Linked DNA regions of Mus musculus: region 2 is linked to region 1. The links are chromatin contacts, called in public Hi-C maps. All regions are on one chromosome and are shown on one strand. Each heading gives the region's core, a stretch centred on a gene start, on an enhancer-like site or on the middle of the called end of the contact. The rest is flanking DNA. Distances are from core to core; before and after follow the strand shown. Region 1 has its middle 150 kb from the start of Pter. Region 2 overlaps Rsu1 (Ras suppressor protein 1).

What was found. Hi-C and Micro-C count contacts between places; a contact is called where the count stands out from the background.
Region 2: a Hi-C map of cortical neurons shows a contact between it and region 1, with 2.0 times the contacts expected there. The contact joins two enhancer-like sites. A contact is called at or near these places in 2 of 484 Hi-C or Micro-C datasets (both in cortical neurons).

Annotation. Positions count from the first base shown.
Region 1 is chr2:12,775,145-12,779,530 of GRCm38.p6, reverse strand. No RefSeq gene overlaps it. Among named protein-coding and RNA genes, the nearest start is that of Pter, 150 kb to the left of the region's middle. Within about 2 kb of position 1,895, at least 17 of the 459 cell types and tissues checked have an H3K27ac peak or open chromatin away from gene starts, as enhancers often do. A contact at or near this core is called in cortical neurons, where this site is marked.
Region 2 is chr2:13,123,729-13,128,691 of GRCm38.p6, reverse strand. All of the region lies in intron 8 of Rsu1 (Ras suppressor protein 1), which reads left to right. Among named protein-coding and RNA genes, the nearest start is that of C1ql3, 120 kb to the right of the region's middle. Within about 2 kb of position 1,276, at least 1 of the 459 cell types and tissues checked has an H3K27ac peak or open chromatin away from gene starts, as enhancers often do. A contact at or near this core is called in cortical neurons, where this site is marked.

The DNA of each region.
Region 1 (4,386 bases), core at 646-3,145:
TAAGGTCTCAACCAGCAGTTCTCTCTCATGCAATGCATTTTTTTCTACATTAAACATAGTAACTGACAGTGCTTGTCCATTCTGCTCAACTCTTTCAGGCCTCTAAGCTTCTAGTAGGAGATATTATATTGCCAATGAGAATCAAGTGTTCATTACTTCCAGTCCCTAAAAGGAACATACACTCTGGTGCCTGGTACCTGTTTCTCAGGTCTGATAAGACTAAGTGTGCTAGCTAGTTTATGTCAACTTCATATAAACTACAGAAGGAAGCCCAGATGAGAAAATGAAGATTGGGATATAGGCAAGCTTGGAGAGCATTTCTGTAATTCGTGACTGATGTGAGAAGACCTAGCTCATTGTGGATGGGGACACTCCTGCGCTGGTGATCCTGGGCTTTTAATAAAGCAAGACACAAAGAGCAAGGCAGTAAGAAGCATTCATTCATGGCTCCTGCATCATCTCCTGCCTCCAGATTCCTGCCCAGTTTGAGGTCTTGCCTTGGCTTTCCTGGTATACCATGAATCTGGATATATAGGGCAAATATACTCTTTCCTCCCCAGGTAGCTTTTAGTAATGGTGTTTCTTCAAAGCAGTAGAAACCCTAACACACCAAGAGAAAGATCAGAAATTCTTTGCTTAGTTTCTTCTGTCTGACCAACTTAAGGGCTTCTAACTTTGCACATAAGCAATCTGTGACCAGATGGCCCCAGGCCCCCATACTGCTCTATTTGCATAAGTTTCTCGAACTTTCTTTGCAGATCTAGAGTGTCCAGGACCAAGCATATGAGATAGTTTTGTCTTCTTTTTAAACATTCCATTTTAAGATGATTTGAGAAAAGTTGTGTCTAGGATATGTAGACACATTTATTCAAATTTGCTGTCTTGCCTAGAATTCTAAGTACCAAATTACAAGCTACCAAATGGAGAAAACCATAACTCTTAACAATTTTCCAGATACAATGTTGTCAACTGCCATGGCATTGTTGCATCTAGGTAATGAGAATGGATTTGGAGTTTTGGCAAGGCTGTTCATGGAAACCCCATCAATTCAACAGTAGACATTATTAGAGGAATTTGAAGGAGCAAATATGGGGATGCTGGTCTTATCAGAAATATACAAGGGGAAAACTAGCTTGAATTATCTGTAAACCACCTTCATTGATATCACTTCTCTGAGATGAGCAATTCTATTTAGAATGACGACTGCTCATCTTTCTACCCAGAGAATTATTTGATAGAAACATCAAGAAGTTGATGTAATATTTTAAATGATGCTCTGCTTTTTGAACTCTGAGCACTTCCAAGCACTGACACTATTCCCAGTGAACCCCAGAGCTAAAGTAACAATCACCTTGACGTTCTTACATGATGTGAAGACCTAAAGAAAGTTGAACACCTGGCTTGTACCTAAGAGGAGCCCTGAGAGCCAAGAAGCATGAAAATTGGAATTCTTGCTTCCTCTGTTGTCCTCTACAGTGTCTCTTGCCTCTTTGCTAAATATCAAAGATATTTATGCTTAAACAAATGTCTTCCTCTTAAGCATCCTCTCCTTCTGGCAGATAAGTCATCCTACTGAATTGGAGGCACTTTCCATGGCAACAGACCGTGATGTCAGAAGCAGCATGCCAAGCAATTAGATCTTGTAGGTGCCACAGTAGGAAATACTCAGCTCTGAGGATGATGGCAAGGCAGAGCTGCTGTAAGCCAGAAGGAAACTCAGCAGTCCTTGTGTCTAATGCTTTCTCTGAAAGGCCCAATGGCCAGAGGTGGTGGAAAGCAAATGAAGCTGGGTGAGAGTGAAAGAGGATTTCGAGACAAGACTTTAAAGGGGAAGTGCATTGAAGGAGATTTGTAGAGGGCCACAGCCAGATGGCTGGCAGTCGGCCATGATCCATAGCTTTGATGCTATGCAGGTGTTTTCTGAGGTGTTGAAGAGTAAAGCTCCAGAGACTCCCTGTCTCATTGAGAGGGACAAAGAGTCAGGACCTGGGGAAGGAATAGTCTGTTCTCCCACCTTGTGCAGCAGAAGTGTGGGGACTTTGGCAGTTAGACTGCTTTCAAGGAAAGAGCACCTTGACAACACCCACTGAGACCAAAGATCTGAGGGTACTCTAAGGGGGTGAATCAAGAGGAGGCAGTAGATGTTGTATCCCACTGTTGCTGATGTGAACAAAGGATCCAAGAGTATTATAAGACAAACTAAAAAAAAAAAAAAATCCCAGCCAATGTTTAGCAGGTCTTTATCAAATATACAAGAGTTTGAAACCAATACCTGTGAAATACCAGAGAAGTTTTTTTTTTTTAAATACACAGAGCAGTAATACAGTATGGATAAATTTGGACCACATATGGCTTCTTATGTAAAGGAAAATTTCTTCTCCTTTTAGTAACACATTGTCTGCTGCCTGTGATCAGCACCTCCTGCCATATGTTCCTTAAACAAGCGGCTGTGAGGCAAGAAGCAGCCCGGTAATTAAGATCAAATGAGCCAGATGAAGAAAAGGAGCTGGGTGAACCACATGCAGGCAGAAGCCAGTCTTTTTCATCTTGAAACAGGGCAAGACAGACAGACAGATGACAGACGCAGAAGAAGGAGGAATCTCAAGTCTTTGCCCATAGACATATTGCAGGCTTCAAATGCAGTCAGCCATCTCTGGATTGTCTCCAGAATTCATGCATTTGTTTTCAATTATTCCTAGTTCCATTGATTGCTTCTATTGAAGAACATGCTGTTTGTTGGAGGTCGAGGCTCTCCTATGGCCCACAGTTTATTTTTAATGACAAAATCAAAAATAACTTGAAACCTATTACAAAATAATTTGGATTGAGCCTTAAATCACTTTTGAAGATTCTTTGGCCTCTAATACATTGTAAACAGGGAAGTTGAGGTACAGAGAGTAAACAACTTTGAGTGGGTAACTTTCCTCTGGTTGCTGAATTAGAGTAAGAACACAGATTAGAAGCTGAGGTCTCTGAATTATGAGGTCTCACTCCATAATTCTCATGTTTTTGAATTTTTAAATTAGATATTGTCTTCATTTACATTTCAAATGCTACCCCCAAAGCCCCCTATACCCTCTCCCCCACCCTGCTCCATAATTCTCAAATTTGAGTGCACACTGAATGTCTTTAGAGGTCACTAGACATAGTACTGCAGTCTCCACTACTTGAAAAGCAAAGGAATGAGGGTTGCAAGTTCGAGGCTAGCCTGAGAGACTTAATAAAACATAAAATATATGGGCTAGATAAATGACTCAGTCAGGGAGAGTGCAAGTACTCTGCAGAGAGCCCAGGTTTTGTTTTAAGCCTCATTTAAGGAAGATCATGAACACCTTTATCTCCAACTCCAGGGATATCCAGTGCTATCTCCTTGCCTCTGCAGGTACCTACACACATACATGCAGATACATAATTAACAATAAAAACTGTGTGTGTGTGTGTGTGTGTGTGTGTGTGTGTGTGTGTGTGTGTGTGTGTACATGAACGAATTGGTAATATATCTCAGTAGGAAAGTGTTTGCCAGGAATTTCCAAAGCTGTGCATTCAGTCTGCAGTGCCAACAATGTAAAACCCCAAACAATCAAATAAGAACATGGAGGACTTCTTAACAGGCAGGTGAAATTTTCCCCTATACAAGAAAGGACTTCAAATACCCATTCCCACTGACATGATGGTCAAAGTTACTGTGAGACAGGAACTATGAGATGTGAATTCCATCCTCTAGTTTAGATAGGCTACATTCTACAGAAGTAGTATAGGAATCCTTGGGTTTCCATGGTGATGGCTCAGAGAATGCCATTTGTGTGCGATAAAACTCTCCAAAGAACCAGGTGGAAGAAATAAACCACAGAGGTCCAGGCAGCGAGTGCCATAGCAGCCTATTTTGCTTGCTAACAATCATGGAGAAAAACCAGTGGGGATTGTATTGCTTTTCACGGAGCTCCCAGTATTACAGGCTTCATCCATCGACATACAGCCTGTTGGTTGAGTGTGAACAGAAGGAAGTCAGCACACACTTATTTATCTGGTATGTGGGAAAGCTTCAGTCAATATAAATTTGCCCTGTTTTTCTAAGGGAACCACAGATTCTATATCAATAAAGCACTCCCAGAACTTGAGCAGTGCGAAGAACCAGGAGTTCAGGGCCAGGGTCAGCTACATAGCTAGTTCAAGACCAATTCTCTCTACCTGAGAGCTCATCTCAACAAAACCGGAAAAAAAAGCCACTCATAACTTAGAATATCATTAATTTTCCATCATGCATGTTTTCCAAATTTCTTTTCAAATAAAGAATCTAACAGAAATACCCAATAGTGAAATAGTAATGAGGCATGAATATACAGACCACAAGAGAATGAACCTATAACATGAAATCTGTTATTAAGG
Region 2 (4,963 bases), core at 27-2,526, 350 kb before region 1:
AGAAAAGTTACATTGTATAAAGTCTTCCCTGGACAGATACTTTTAGCCACCTGGAAGAGGCTCCTACTGAAAAGGAAAGACACCATTTTGTGGGTGTCTGAAAGAAAAAGCAATCATAGAAATGGTAATTTATGGGACTCTGAGTCTCTAAAAGCCTATTTACTACTTGGATAGCTAGCTACAAGTCAGAGAATAGGATTTTATAAATATGGCACTGAACTCACAAGAGAGCAAAGGAGCTCCTCAAGGAGCCCTAAGACTTTGTAGGGCATGGAAAACCAGAGGTTGGGGCAATCTCAGGCCTGCTCCAGAAACAACTCAGCTGAGAAGCCTGGCACTGGAGGGTTAGTTGTGTAGGGAGCAGAGGGCAAGGCCCAGGGTCCAGCTGAAGGGCCAGTCTTGCAACAAATCACAGATCAAGGCATGCAAAGTGGACGTGTTCTTAATGTAGGACCTGTGAGAGCCAGTGAGCATATGACCAAAATAGTGGACACATGACCAAATGAGTGTTTTGTGGTTGTATTAGAAAAAAAACACATGAATTATTATGTTCATCCTTTCTCTTTGCAAGTGTGAATGTATCTGGCAATGAATGGGGAGAGTAACTTTCCCCCAGGAGCATTCTGCCTCAAATGCACATGTAGCATGGTTCCCTGTTGGTGGAAGCCTCTGATAGCTGGTAGTGATGACCAGAAATGCTCTCTGGAGGAACAATTTCAGAGCGCAGCACCTTCAGGATCCCAACAGATCCAGTTCATGTGATGCTACCAAGAGGAAATACTGAAAGCCAAAATGTACAAGGTCCGGGGCCCACAGTAGACAACAAACTTAGAATTCCTGTGTAGTATGCCTTTGAGATGCTGGATCCTGGATAGAGAGAACACATGAAAAGTATAGTTTCATAAAACCAAGCAAAAATGAGACCATCCAAATGACCAGATTTTTAAAATTTGCTGGATCGAGTTACAGACTTGGAAATTATAGTAATGGTATCACAGTTGCCTTCATCCTTGCTGTGAGAAGAGCAGCTCAGCAAGGAGCCAGGCATCCTGGCTCACAGTTTGTGTGGCCAGCTGTGGAGAAGTCCTGACTACATAAACCACCTGGTCACATTGCATCCACAGTCAGCAACACACAGAAGGATCCTGTCACCTACCTCACGCCACCTTTTCAATTCAGTCCCAAGCTCCATCCAGCTTGTGTGCAGAATGAGTTGCCCCCGGTTAAACCTTCTTGGAAACAGCCTCACACAGTTGCTCAGAGTTGTGTTGTCATGGTGATTCCAAATTCAGTCAAGTTGATGGTGCCTATTCACTGTTATACGTGGTGATTTAAAACTCCTATATTTAGTATTGGTTTAAGAGATTGGTCTGGAAGATCATGAAAAAAATTATGCAACAGGAAGGAAAGAGAAAACTGGTAAAGAGCAGCTAAGGCATGGGGATAATAGAATGCCAAGGGCTCACACATGCCTATTTGACATCCCAGAACACTACAGTGTTGAACAGAGGTGTTATCAGGAACTATGAGTGACCTGAGACTTTACTCTTATGCTAATAAGTGTACCTGCCTCAGTTTTAGCGTTAATGGTCTAAGACATTGTACTTCTGAAATCAGACATAGAGGACCAACAAGCCACATGAGGTTCAAGATGGGTCCCCCTGCTCCCATGTCTCAGGAATTACACAGAGTGGTCATAGAAAATACTGGGCCTGTACAGGTTGAGGGCAGATGGGGTCCTAATGCTAAAAGGTGGAGGTAAATGGGAATTCCCATCTCTAACCAAGTTGCTGTCTCTAATTGATCTTACTCACAGAGGAAATGTGAGCTTTCTCCAACAGAGCCTCACTGGGTATACTACCCACTCCTACGAGTAAGCCCCAGGCCAATGCACAATGAACTCAATGATATCTTTTAGACATGTTTGTCATATATTGCCTTATTTTGATAATTTTCAAAATTCTTATTGGCCTTTGACTTATGTATTATGGTTTCCAATTTTGGTGTGTGTGTGTGTGTGTGTGTGTGTGTGTGTGTGTGTGTGTGTGTTATTTTCTTTCCTCTCTATCTCTCTTTCTCTGTTTAATTCTGGCTCATTTGGGCTTTTTTGTTTGTTTTTTTTTTCCTACTTGTTTTCTAAATTGAGAAAGGGAATGGGGGTGGGTAAGGAGGTGAGAAGAATTTAGAACAAGTTGAGAGAGAAGAAATCATGATTCAGATATATTGTATGAAAATTTGTCTTTTAATAAAAAAAATGAAGTGGCTCTACTATACAAATGTGCACTAATTCTGGGGGCAGATATTATCCTTACCACCAGACAGTGAGTGGATTCGACACTCTGCTCAAAGGAGCAACCAACCATCATTATTCTTCAAGCATCTTTTGAAAGTTATTGTAGAATCACAGTGGTCATGGCCTCTGCCCATAAAGCACACAGACGTGTGTGTCTCTTGAAGATAGATTCCCCAGTAACAGAGGGCATTTGGTTAAGGCGTAAAGACTTGAAGATGTTCAAGAATTTTAACCATTGGAACCCTCAGAGGATGTATATCACATACTAAGTGCCACAGTTAAATACATATTGAGACCTATCATGTTGAAACTGTAGGTCGGAAGACAGATCAAAAGACACCAGAACAAGCCAGCGAGAAACCTAGAACCTGGCAAACACATTCCACAATTTTGTTTTGGTGTTTGGTTTTTGTTTCATTGGGCTGTTTGTTTGTTTGTTTGTTTAATAGTGAAGAATTAAAAATAAACATGACCTTTAGGAGGAATCAGAAGAGGAAACATGGGTTGTCTTATCATGTAGACACCAAAGCCTATTTTAAAGCTATGCTAACCAACAGGTGTGGTAGTGCCGTGTATAAAGTTGGCCAACATAAAGGGCCAGTAGCAAATGGTAGAAAGCCCACACAGGTGTCACATGCATATGTGGCCACTTCCTCCAGGCCAGAATAAGAATTCAAGATGCCTGGGAGAGGTTGGGCCAACGAATGATGCAATTGCAAGATAGCATGTGTGGAATGGCAAAGCGAAATCAGATACTACACATAGAAGTGTTCTCTATATATTAATTATTGGAATATTTAAATCCTGAAGAAAAAGCTTAAAAGAAGGAAAATTAGAACTTACAGAGAACCCTAAAGAGAACATATTTATTTTGTCTTGTTGGCATTGCAAGGTGTCAAGCCCAGTACTACCTTGGGCATGCCAGCAGGTGACCTACCATTGAGTTTCACTGATAGCCCCAGGAATAGCCTTTTTCTCACACACTGAAGAAATATTTTTTACCCTGTGTATAACAAACAAACAGAAGGCAATAAACAACAAAATAGAAATCTTAAAAGAAAACACTGACAAATTCACTAACATATGTGTGTGTGTGTGTGTGTGTGTGTGTATGTGTGTGTGTGTGTGTGTGTATCTTCATCTAAAGATACCATTAAAAAGATAAAATTTGTTGCAACTGGAAGAGTGGACTACTCTCTCTATGGTAATATACCATTTAAAACACTAAAAGAGACTCAGTAAACCTCCTTATTGTAAGCTTTAATTTTCTCATAGTACAAGCAGCATGAGCCAACTGTGGTCCAAAAATATTAAATAGAAGATTCCAGAAAGAACTCATTAGTTTGAAATTGCATGCTGTTCTGAGTAGTATGCTGAAATGTCACTCTGTCCCTCCCAGAATGTGAATCATCCCTTTGTCTGGCATATCCATGGTGTATCTACTAAACACTCGTTAGCCACTTAGTACTCTATTGGTTAGGAGAGGGCCGATAAGCTCCATCAGTACTGTTGTTAAAGTGATCTTTGTAGAATGGTGTAACCTTGCCCTCCTCACTCCATCCCAGCAGGCATAGTGCCATCTCCTGTCATCACACAGGAGACGTGTATACACAGTGATAAGATATTCTGAATGACATGAGGATCCATTCACACCACCTAAGCACAGTAGGTTGTGATAGCTCTTCTGCTGCTTGTTTTCATTCACCATGCCTCATTTATAAATTAAACTGCCATTGGTATGTATGTGTTTACAGAGAAAGTATGAGAGATAATTTGATATATTGATAATAGGTAAATAGGTAGATAGTAGATATTATTCATGTTTTCATCCATCTGCCAGGGGCCTTTAGTGAGAGGAGGTTACTGTGTGCTATAAATGAAATAAAAATCGACACAGTATATGCACAGACTTTTTAAAACAAGAAACATAATGGACTAATATTCAGAAAAACAAATCAGCCTTACTACTCAGCTGGATGCTACACAAGAAAACAACAATGATAACTGTTTTCTATCTGCTCAGGGTTGAACTAAGTCTGAGTAGTGCCATTTGTGAGCAAGGATATGGGGCTGGAAGAACTCTCATGTTCTCTTGTTCTCTTTATCTCCTTCTCTGTAACAACCAGACACACAAATACAGTCAGAATTCTCATAAATTATATTAAACGCAAGGAGAAAGTAATTTAACAAAAATTAAATATTTTTAAAATCAGTTTTTAAAGCCAACTCTGGATGCACATTGAATATTCAGACAAAAGTCTCTGATATTCAATATAAGAATTGCAGCCAAAGAACAATCTACAATATATGTTTTAAGCTCTTTGTTTATTGTATGCTATTGTTTTGTTTGTTTTGTTTTGTAGACAGGGCATCACTCTTTAATCTAGGCTGCTGTGGGATTCACTGTATAGCCTAGGTTTCCCTAAAATAATTCACACTCTTGCCTCAATATCCTGTGTTGACATTGTAGGTATAAATGTGCGCACGCGCGCACACACACACTCATACAATAATGTACCCACAGACACACAAATAATCTCAGGCACATATGCATACACACACACACTCCATATAGGCACATGCATGTACCCACACTCACATACATATGCACACACAAACACACAAACATACAGACACACATGCACATGCATGTACCCACACTCACATACA